2 separate regions of the Mus musculus genome follow, and region 1 is linked to region 2. Evidence: chromatin contacts called from public promoter capture Hi-C data. All regions are on one chromosome and are shown on one strand. Each heading gives the region's core, a stretch centred on a gene start, on an enhancer-like site or on the middle of the called end of the contact. The rest is flanking DNA. Distances are from core to core; before and after follow the strand shown.

The links. Promoter capture Hi-C pulls out the DNA fragments that hold promoters and counts their contacts.
Region 1: a contact with region 2 is called in a promoter capture Hi-C map of erythroid cells, with 12 times the contacts expected there. The contact joins the promoter of Aspm here to the promoter of Kif14 in region 2. A contact is called at or near these places in 2 of 39 promoter capture datasets (erythroid cells and pre-B cells), 1 of 115 datasets of contacts at active chromatin or transcription factors (astrocytes) and 1 of 9 other capture datasets (liver).

The regions. Positions count from the first base shown.
Region 1 is chr1:139,453,145-139,457,379 of GRCm38.p6, reverse strand. It overlaps Aspm (abnormal spindle microtubule assembly), which reads right to left and starts at 2,607. Exons shown (of 28, transcript NM_009791.4): 1 at 2,176-2,607; 2 at 497-640; 3 at 1-343. The coding sequence starts at 2,448.
Region 2 is chr1:136,465,067-136,469,658 of GRCm38.p6, reverse strand. Kif14 (kinesin family member 14) reads right to left here and starts at 1,811. Exons shown (of 29, transcript NM_001287179.2): 1 at 485-1,811. The coding sequence starts at 1,701.

The DNA.
Region 1 (4,235 bases), core at 1,358-3,857, 3.0 Mb before region 2:
CATTAAAATCAAAAGTTTGTGAAATGCTGGCATCTTGTACTTTTAAATTTTGTGTATTTTCAGATTCATGAAGAGATGAATAGGCAGTGGACTCGCGTAAAAACAGTGGCAAGCAAGTTTCACTCTGGCATTCTCTAATAGGACTAATGGATGGGGTGGGGACTTTGTTTTCTGTTGGGGAAGAGCATTCACTCATAGCCAGATTTTCACAAGGCTGCAGTGGGCTCCTAATTCTGTCTTTTTGTGAAATAGTAAATGATTCATTAAAATGTTGGTTTTTGGAAGTCCTTTTTGTATGTTTTGAAGAGGCTGGAATCTTCTTACTGGTATTCCAAAGACTTCTCTGTAAAAAAAAAAAAGAAAAAGAAATATACTAAAGAAGTTGTAAGCTGTTCTTAACGAGTTTTAAATAAGTGATGTGATATATGTCCCCCAACTAAATGTTTCTACGTGACAAACATTTCCTTCCAGAAAATCACAATGATTAAAACATTACCTTTTTCTTCTTAGGCTCTTCTGCATTTCCTAGTAATATAGCCTGGTGCTTCAGGAAATCATTTACAAGAAATGTGACAATCTCCCTCACTCCCCCTTCTCGCAGTGGCGTCCAGGTAACGGAAATGGTAAGTTTTTCTTTAGGCTGTAATTAGAACAATTATTATCAGAATAATGATAATAAATATCAGAAGTTATTATGACAATATAATTAATAATAGCCAAATGCACTATACATAACTTAGAGCAGATTGATAACTGTTAACACACCCTAATAGTCAATTATTTTTCCTATTCAGTTTTCCTACATTATAAGAAAATAGAGCCACTAGCAATAAAAGTTCACAATAACAACAAAAAAATATAAATGTAATAAAATCTAATTGCACAATAGCAAAAGAACTGATAATCTACAAGTCATTTTAAATGAGTGGATTGTAAAATGTAATGGCTGGGGCTCGGGACCTAGCTCAGTGGTGAAGTGTGTGCTTTGACAAGGTTAAGACTAAGACGTCATGTGTGCTGGAATGAAACATGTTTAGGTGAAAAGGATACGCTCTTCTGGAAAAGTAGAAATCCTAGCTTTTTAGGCCAGCTGATTAACACTAAGAACAGACTTTCCCCTCTACAAGCCAGGATTTATCCTTTAAAAGATATCTATAGACAGAAATCCAGGCAGTTGTTCATCAAAGGGAAGGGCAATGGTTTCTTAAGTGTTGGGATTCCCGATGATGCAACCAACCAACCTTTCCCTGAGGACGATCCTTACTAGTTAGTAGGCGGTGTGTGCAGGCTCCCTCAGCTAACTGTTTCCACAGCTTTAGAGATTCTACTCATTGAAAAGTAATCCAGTCAGAATGAAACACCTCTTAAGACTACAAGAATAGCAAAAGGAAAAAAAAAAAAAAAGAGTAAAATACAAAGGTTGCCTACACATCACATGTAAGGGTTTGGACTGGATATTTAAACAAAATAGTTTTTTTTTTCATTATCACAATAGAAATGTAGTTCCACTGAGTCCAAACATAAGAAAAACAAATGCATATTAAAATGGCTGAAAAGAAGCAATTAGAAAAGTTTCATCAATGTACTCCTCCTGTCTCAAAACAGGGAAATGTTAAAGTATATCATCTTTAGATACTCAAACATATTTTGCAACGCCTGCCAAACGTCTATTTAAAACGCTTATCTGTTTAACAGAAACTCTCTGAAATGCTTCTAGGGATGGCAGGTGCACGCGCTTTTAATCATCATTCCAAGCGAGTTACTGCCCACTTTTTCCAAACTGCAAGACACCAAAGCCCGTCAACTGAGTTGACGTGGTGCTGGGGTCTTCCTCTCTAGTAGTCCCACTTCTGCAGAGGGTGTTCCCGGGGTCAAGAAGGAGAGTAGATTTGGTGTTGGGTCTAGCTCTTTTCCAGCCTCGCCTAGGCAGAGGGAGCCCCACCCACTTTCCCATCCCTGGTCAAGTCCCGGAGCTGACAAGGTCTTGGGGTCCTGTTGTATCCCTGCCCTACCCTGCAAGGAGAGCGTCCCAAGATCAAAACAGTACACCGACTTGGTCTCGGAGTCCCATTATCTCCTAGCCCCACCGTGAAGACTAGGAGCTGATTCAGATCTTCTCAGAGTTTCTTACTATATCCCAAGGTGACGCCACGGGGACGTGCCCCTCGCACCCACCTTCAGCTCGCAGCGGTTCGGCGCCACGCTGAAGCCCTGGCCTGCGGCGCGCAGCAGCGACAGCTCCACCTGCAGAGGTTCCTCGTGCGGGTTGTGCAGGACCAGAGACCGCGTCCGCGACGTGCCCACGCGGACATCCCCGAAGCAGAGGAAGGGAACGCCGCAGAAGTGGCTGAGCAACAGCACCGGCGGAGACGGGTCCCCGGCCTCAGGATCTGGTCGCGCCCGCCGCCCCCTCTCCTCTGGGCAGGAGGCTGCCTGCATCGTCGCCATGGCAGCCACCCGTACCGGGCAGTCAGGTACCCGCTGTCCGGCTCCCGCCGGCTTCCCGGAAGCCAACGACCAGGACAAGGACAAAGATCAAAAAGCCAAAAAGATCCCCTAAACTCCCGGGAAAGTAGCCCAGCCGCTTTTGCTCGGTTCAAATATCGCGCCTCCACCAATGGGAGCTCCCGGAACCTCCTCGCTACAGCACCAACCAGCGAGGAGAAACCCGCCCACATCACTAAAAAGAGCCAATGAGCGAACGAAAGCGCCTGGCCAATGAGGAAGCGGCGCCTTGTTTAAACGATGGTGGGGTTGTCAGGGTTACCTGGGGCAAAAACAAAACAGGGCAGCAAATTTCCCCGACTCTACGAGCCGGTCAATTAGAACGGAAATTAGCCTTGGTGTTTTAAACACTTTGCGGGGAAGAAAAGGGTATCATAACTGTCCAACCCACGGCTGCATGCGGTCCTGAATAGCTGAGTGCAACTTGTGAACAAGTTCCTGGAAAGAAGTGGCATCTTCAACTGGTTCCTAGGCAAGGCTGCGTGATATGAACATCAGTGATGGTGGAGGGGTTAGAATGCTGGCGGCCAAGCACTATAAACAATTACTGGGGAACACAACTAGCTAGTCTTAATAGCCATGTCGTGCTATCCTTCTTAAGTTACCTAATGTCTTTGTGACCATTGTGTAAAATAGTTGTATGGAGAAATACAGCACTGGTTTCCAACCAACCAAAAATGAGTACTGCCAGCATCTGAGGCTATACCAGGGTTCCCTATTGCCTTAGCACACGTCTAATGTTTCTCCTATGTATTTGAAAAGTGCCTCTAATTGGCTTTGTTTTGTTTTGTTTTGTTTTTCCCGAGACAGGGTTTCTCTGTATAGCGCTGACTGTCCTGGAACTCACTCTGTAGACCAGGCTGTCCTGGAACTCAGAAATCCGCCTGCCTCTGCCTCCCAAGTGCTGGGATTAAAGGCGTGCACTACCACGTCCGGTTGCCTCTAAGTATTGTAAAAACAACAACAAAACAAAAACAAGACCATCATTGACTTGTTACGACCTTGGAACATCGAACTTGGAATAAATTATATCTGTGTCCATTGGCCATGGTCTTTCATATGTGACCTCTGAATAAACACTCTCTTAAACGGGACCAGGCTGAGTTTTCATTTTGTGCCTACAAACAATGCTGTACAGTTAATGTGATTTCTTTTTAGTAACTTGTGTGGTTTACCAACATTGTGTCACTATGTCAGAAAGTTCCACAGTGATTGTCACACATTACCAGTTAGCCAAGAAATATTTATATAAACCAAGTCTTCCTATCTGACATGTCTGTTCAGAACTAACCACCTTTATACGTTTCCTTGGCTGACCAGAGATGTAATGAGCTGGTAGCATGTTGTTGGGCTGTTTTGTGTTTTTTAGACATGATCTCTCTTTGTGATTATAACCAATAGTGATGGCACATTGAAGACTGGAACAGAAATGGAGCTTGTTAGGTTGGGGTGAGATCCTGTAGAGTTATTAACATTTTACAGCAAGCCTTCCCCCCAAAACCAGAACGAAGAATTGCAGAAATGAGGGGAGGGGGAGGAATGCCCACTTTTAGTATTTTATAGGATATAGTTTTTCAGTAATAGAATTTTGCTACACTTTAAAATTCCCCAAAAGCAATATGACTACTTCAAAGTTATCTCTATCTAATACTTGAAAATATATATAAAAAAATTAAGGCCGATTCAACTATGTATTTAATATATATTTAAGATATTTTAAATAATTTGTA
Region 2 (4,592 bases), core at 562-3,061:
TGAGAGAATGAAATGACTCACTCAGGGCACCTCCCCCTGCCCCTGGCCACATTAGGTCCAGGCCTCACTCTGTAGCTTTGGCTGGCTTGGAACTTGTTTCGCAAACCAGCCTGGCTTCAAATCCAAAGATCCACCTGCCTCCTCCTCCCAAATGCTGGGATTAAAAGTGTGCACAATCCTGCCTGGCTCGGTTTCTAAAAGAGGTATGTGTTTGTGTGTGTATGCCTATATATGGGTATAAAATATAGATTTTAATTTTGTATTCTATTATAAAAATAACCAGTATAACTACAATCAAAGCCTAAACACTGGTGGGCTGAAGATGTGGCTCAATTATATCTACCTACATGGGGTCTTGGGTTCAATTCCCCGTACCAAGAGAAAATGCCAATGACTTTAAAGACACTGGCTTTCTAGAAGCAGAGTCTTACAGACACATAATGACATGGAATTCTCGGCCTGAGAGCTAACACGCCGGACGTACCTTTTGCTGAAAGGCCTCACGCGCACCGCCACGGTCACCTGACTGTTCTCTACTTTTAAGGAGTCTGGCTCTGTAAAGGTCTTCTGAACTAGACTGTTTTCTTCTGGAGGGAGTGTGCTTTCTCGTGAGCTTTCCCTTTTATTTGCAAAAAGAGAACTTTTGGGCCTCGGTTTAACTCGAGGGCTTGCAATCCTGTTTTTCAGTGTGGATAAAGCTGGGCTTTTCGGTGGAGGCAGGTCATGCCTTGGTGTCCATCTGTGTTCTGGGACACATTTTACCGGGGTCCTCGATTCTGAGCTCGCGCTTCTGAATGTACTGCCATGTTTCGGGATGTCCTTCCCATTGTTTTTCGGTGTGGATAAAGCTGGGCTTTTCGGTGGAGGCGGGTCATGCCTTGGTGTCCATCTGTGTTCTAAAACACATTTCACTGGGGTTCTTGTATCTGAGCTTCCAAATGTACCGACTTGTTTAGCAGTGTCCTTGCCAGCATTCCCACGGTGTGAGTTTCTTCCTCCTGACACTGGGGTATCAGACTTGCTCTCGGTCAGTTGCACCACTAAGTGTCCTGATCTCATAGCTTCAGTCTGACGCTGGGAACCCACAGGCGCTCTACTGTTTGTGTCCTTAACTGTCACCTTTTCATTAGAGGCACCAACGGGAGGACCTGGGTCTTTGCATCTCGTCAACCCGGTGTCGTTGGAGTCTTTCACGGAGACGACAGACGACAGGACACGGGTATCATTATTTACACCCTTTGCTTCTGTCCTCGATGCCTGGGAGGCAGAGTCACTTCCTGGGTTACCTCCCACAGGATTCAATGTCTCCCACTTTCCCACATAATCCGCTCTACCGTGCCGCCGTTGTAACCTAAGACTTGTGTCTGCTGTTCTTCTGTTTCCCAACTCACTTCCAAGTAAAGACGACTCTCTGTCCCCACAAGTAGCCCTTCTCTGGAGGCTCAGTCTCCGGGGGTCAGAGGTAACAGGAGTCTCTCTTGTTTTTTTACAGGCAGAGATAACATAAGTGCTATTTATGTCGATGGTTTTACTTCCAGCATTCACGAATGGATCATGATTCTCACACTCTGACATATCTGCCTTCAAGTGCAGTTCCAGCCGGCTGCTGTGGACGAGGCCACTGGATGCTGAAATCTTCTGTGAAGAAGAAACCTCCAGGCTTCCGATGTTGTGTCTGCTATGCGAAGTGTGTACTGACATCTTGGCAGCAAGCGATTTTTAAGAGGATGTGAAGGATCTAAGCCCTTCAGATCCTTGTCGGGGTGCTGGGCATTTTGTTCTTTTCAGTTTCCAACAAAATATCTGGCCGACTACAAAAAATGAAAAATAAAACGGTTACTACAAACTTTAAAAAGAGAGAGATCTTCCTACTACAGAAGCAAACTCTCAGAGGATGCATTGGACTAAACCACTTCCCACTGCACCTCCACACAGCCTCCTACAATCTCCACCCTCGAAGGACTTCACTTGTTATTCAACAAATATCTACTGAGGGTTCCCTTAGGAGCAAGGCACCCACAGACACTGCAGACTTCAAAGACAGGACCTCCCCATCCTTATTTCCTCAGCTTAGAAGGAGCTTACAGGTGACCTTAATCTCAACAAAGTGATTCAAGAAAGGTCAACACCTGTATGTCAGCATACTTTAAGTGCCCCCAGCTTGGAATCATAGCATCTAGTCTGATTAGTCTGCAGCAAAGTAGGTTTCTGAACACTTGTCAATGTATCCTAAATACAAGAATGCCTACAGAGGAGTTTAACACGATGTCACAAAGGAGGCTACTCTTAAGAAAGTACCACAGACATTATACACTACAAACTGCGTGTGTAGCCAGGTGTGATGGTCCGTGCCTGTGATCCCAGCCTTAGAGAGGCCGAGGTGAGAGACTGGAACTTTCAAGGCCAGCCTGACACTGTCACCGATGCCCACACCCCCTCAAGTTAGACAACTACACTATCTGTCACTTCTTCATTATACAACAAACTAGACAGGCATGCGTTTACACACATATAGGTAAATATAGGCCAACAATATCTGCCAGGCATTATCTAAAACAGAACAGTGCAAATGCCACTCTTCGTCATGCTCCTTAAATGGACGTAAACAACTCTTTAAAATTGAATTCCTGAGTCTACCTTACAAAATGTCACTGATTCAAACTATTTGGACATTGTTACAATCAAGGAACAAATTACCAGAAGCTCATTTTTAAAAGTTTGACAAAGAGACATTGTAGGAAGAAAGAAAGAGTTCGAGTATAAGCATCTCCCGCTAAACTTTCAGTGAAAATACAGAACCCTCCCAATATGAGGTGAAATTAGGGACAATATATCTTTGTCTTAGAAACTAAAAGCCATTTGCTCTTTGCATAGATCAACATGATTTTTGTTTGCAGAATTTCGGCCATCAGATCTCCAAGAGGACTGGAAGGAAGACAAGAGAAGTCGGTCACGACCACAGGCCGAGGCTCCTGGCGACTCTGGCAGTCTTGCCAGGCTGTGACAGTGTACCTGGACCCCTCCAGTTCGCCGCTCCACGCTCCGCGGCGCTGTTCTCGGCTTCCGGGTGGACAGAGCGACGCCCCGCGCCCCTTGCCCGGGACCCTCGGACTAAAGGGGACCGAGCCGCACCACCCACCCAAGCACCCCGGCCTGCTGGGCAAACACCGCAACGCTCTCAGCCCACCGGCTCGCTGGGCGAGCAACCTCAGCGCTCTCAGCTCGGAGGCGCTTCCCACTCCTAAGACCTCGACACTCACCATTCCCGGCACAGGCTCCCGTGGCTGCGGCAATTTGAATGCGCGCCTCGCTTCCTGATTGGTCGCTGGGCGTAGCGTCAAGCGCCGCGCCTTCACTCCTCCCCATCCCCGGAAGTGCAGCTTCTACCGCGAGACACACCCCGCCCTATCTCCTAGGTGACGGCCCGCCCCTCCTCTGGGCGGAATTGGAGCTCAGAGCTTGGAGCTGGGCGGTACCACCAAAGGGGCGGGCACTCACCTGAAGGGTTTTCAGGAGAAGCGACAGTGCCTCATCTATCCGATCCTTTACACGACGATCTGTAGGGAATGACCATGTGCCCCCACGTTAATTATAATAACACTCTGGTATTTCATACTCAAGTCGTTACGTGATGTCGTGGACTAAGTGTTCAGATGAATTAAAGTTTTGTTTTTTAATCCTGAATATTTTAATCAAGTATTAATGTTATGCCAGTCTGTTAATAAACTTGTGAATGATCTGACAAGTAGCAAGTGGTGTGGCTGGAAGTCCAAAGCTGTTGCGGTAAAGGTTACAATAACATTCTGAAACCTGAAAAAAGGTAATCACTAAAACCAAAGAATGATTCTAGCCAAATATTTTTCCAAATTAACAGTATGGAGATAATGGAAATGTATTCTGTAAGAGAGAAAAGGAACCCAGAAGTGCTTTAACTATATGAAAAATTACACGATAAAGTCAGTTTTTAAGATAATTTTTATTCCTTGACAATTTTTTTCTTATTGTTTTATGTATGCATAGGGTGTTTTGCTTGCAAGTAAGTCTGTACACCGTGTGTGTGTGTGTGTGTGTGTGTGTGTGTGTGTGTGTGTGTTTTCCTGATGTCCACAGAGAGCAGAAAAAGTTTTAGGGCATCCATGGAATTGAAGGGTGCTAAGAATTGAACCCAAGTCCTCTGGAAGAGCAAGCAAAGTGCTCTTAAACTGCTCAGTCATCTCTCCAGCTCTCATTCTTTTTTTAAAAAATATTTATTTATTTTATGTATGTGAGTACAGTGTTGTTATCTTCAGACACTCCAGAAGAGGGCATCAGATCTCATTACAGATAGTTGTGAACCACCATGTAGTTGCTGGGAGTTGAACTCAACCTCTAGAAGAGCAGAGGGTGCTCTTAACCACTGAGCCACCTCTCTAGCCCCCAGCCCCCATTCTTTTTTTTTTTTAAGGAATGTTTTTTTTTTAAAGATTTATTTATTTATTATATGTAAGTACACTGTAGCTGTCTTCAGACACTCCAGAAGAGGGAGTCAGATCTTGTTACGGATGGTTGTGAGCCACCATGTGGTTGCTGGGATTTGAGCTCCGGACCTTCAG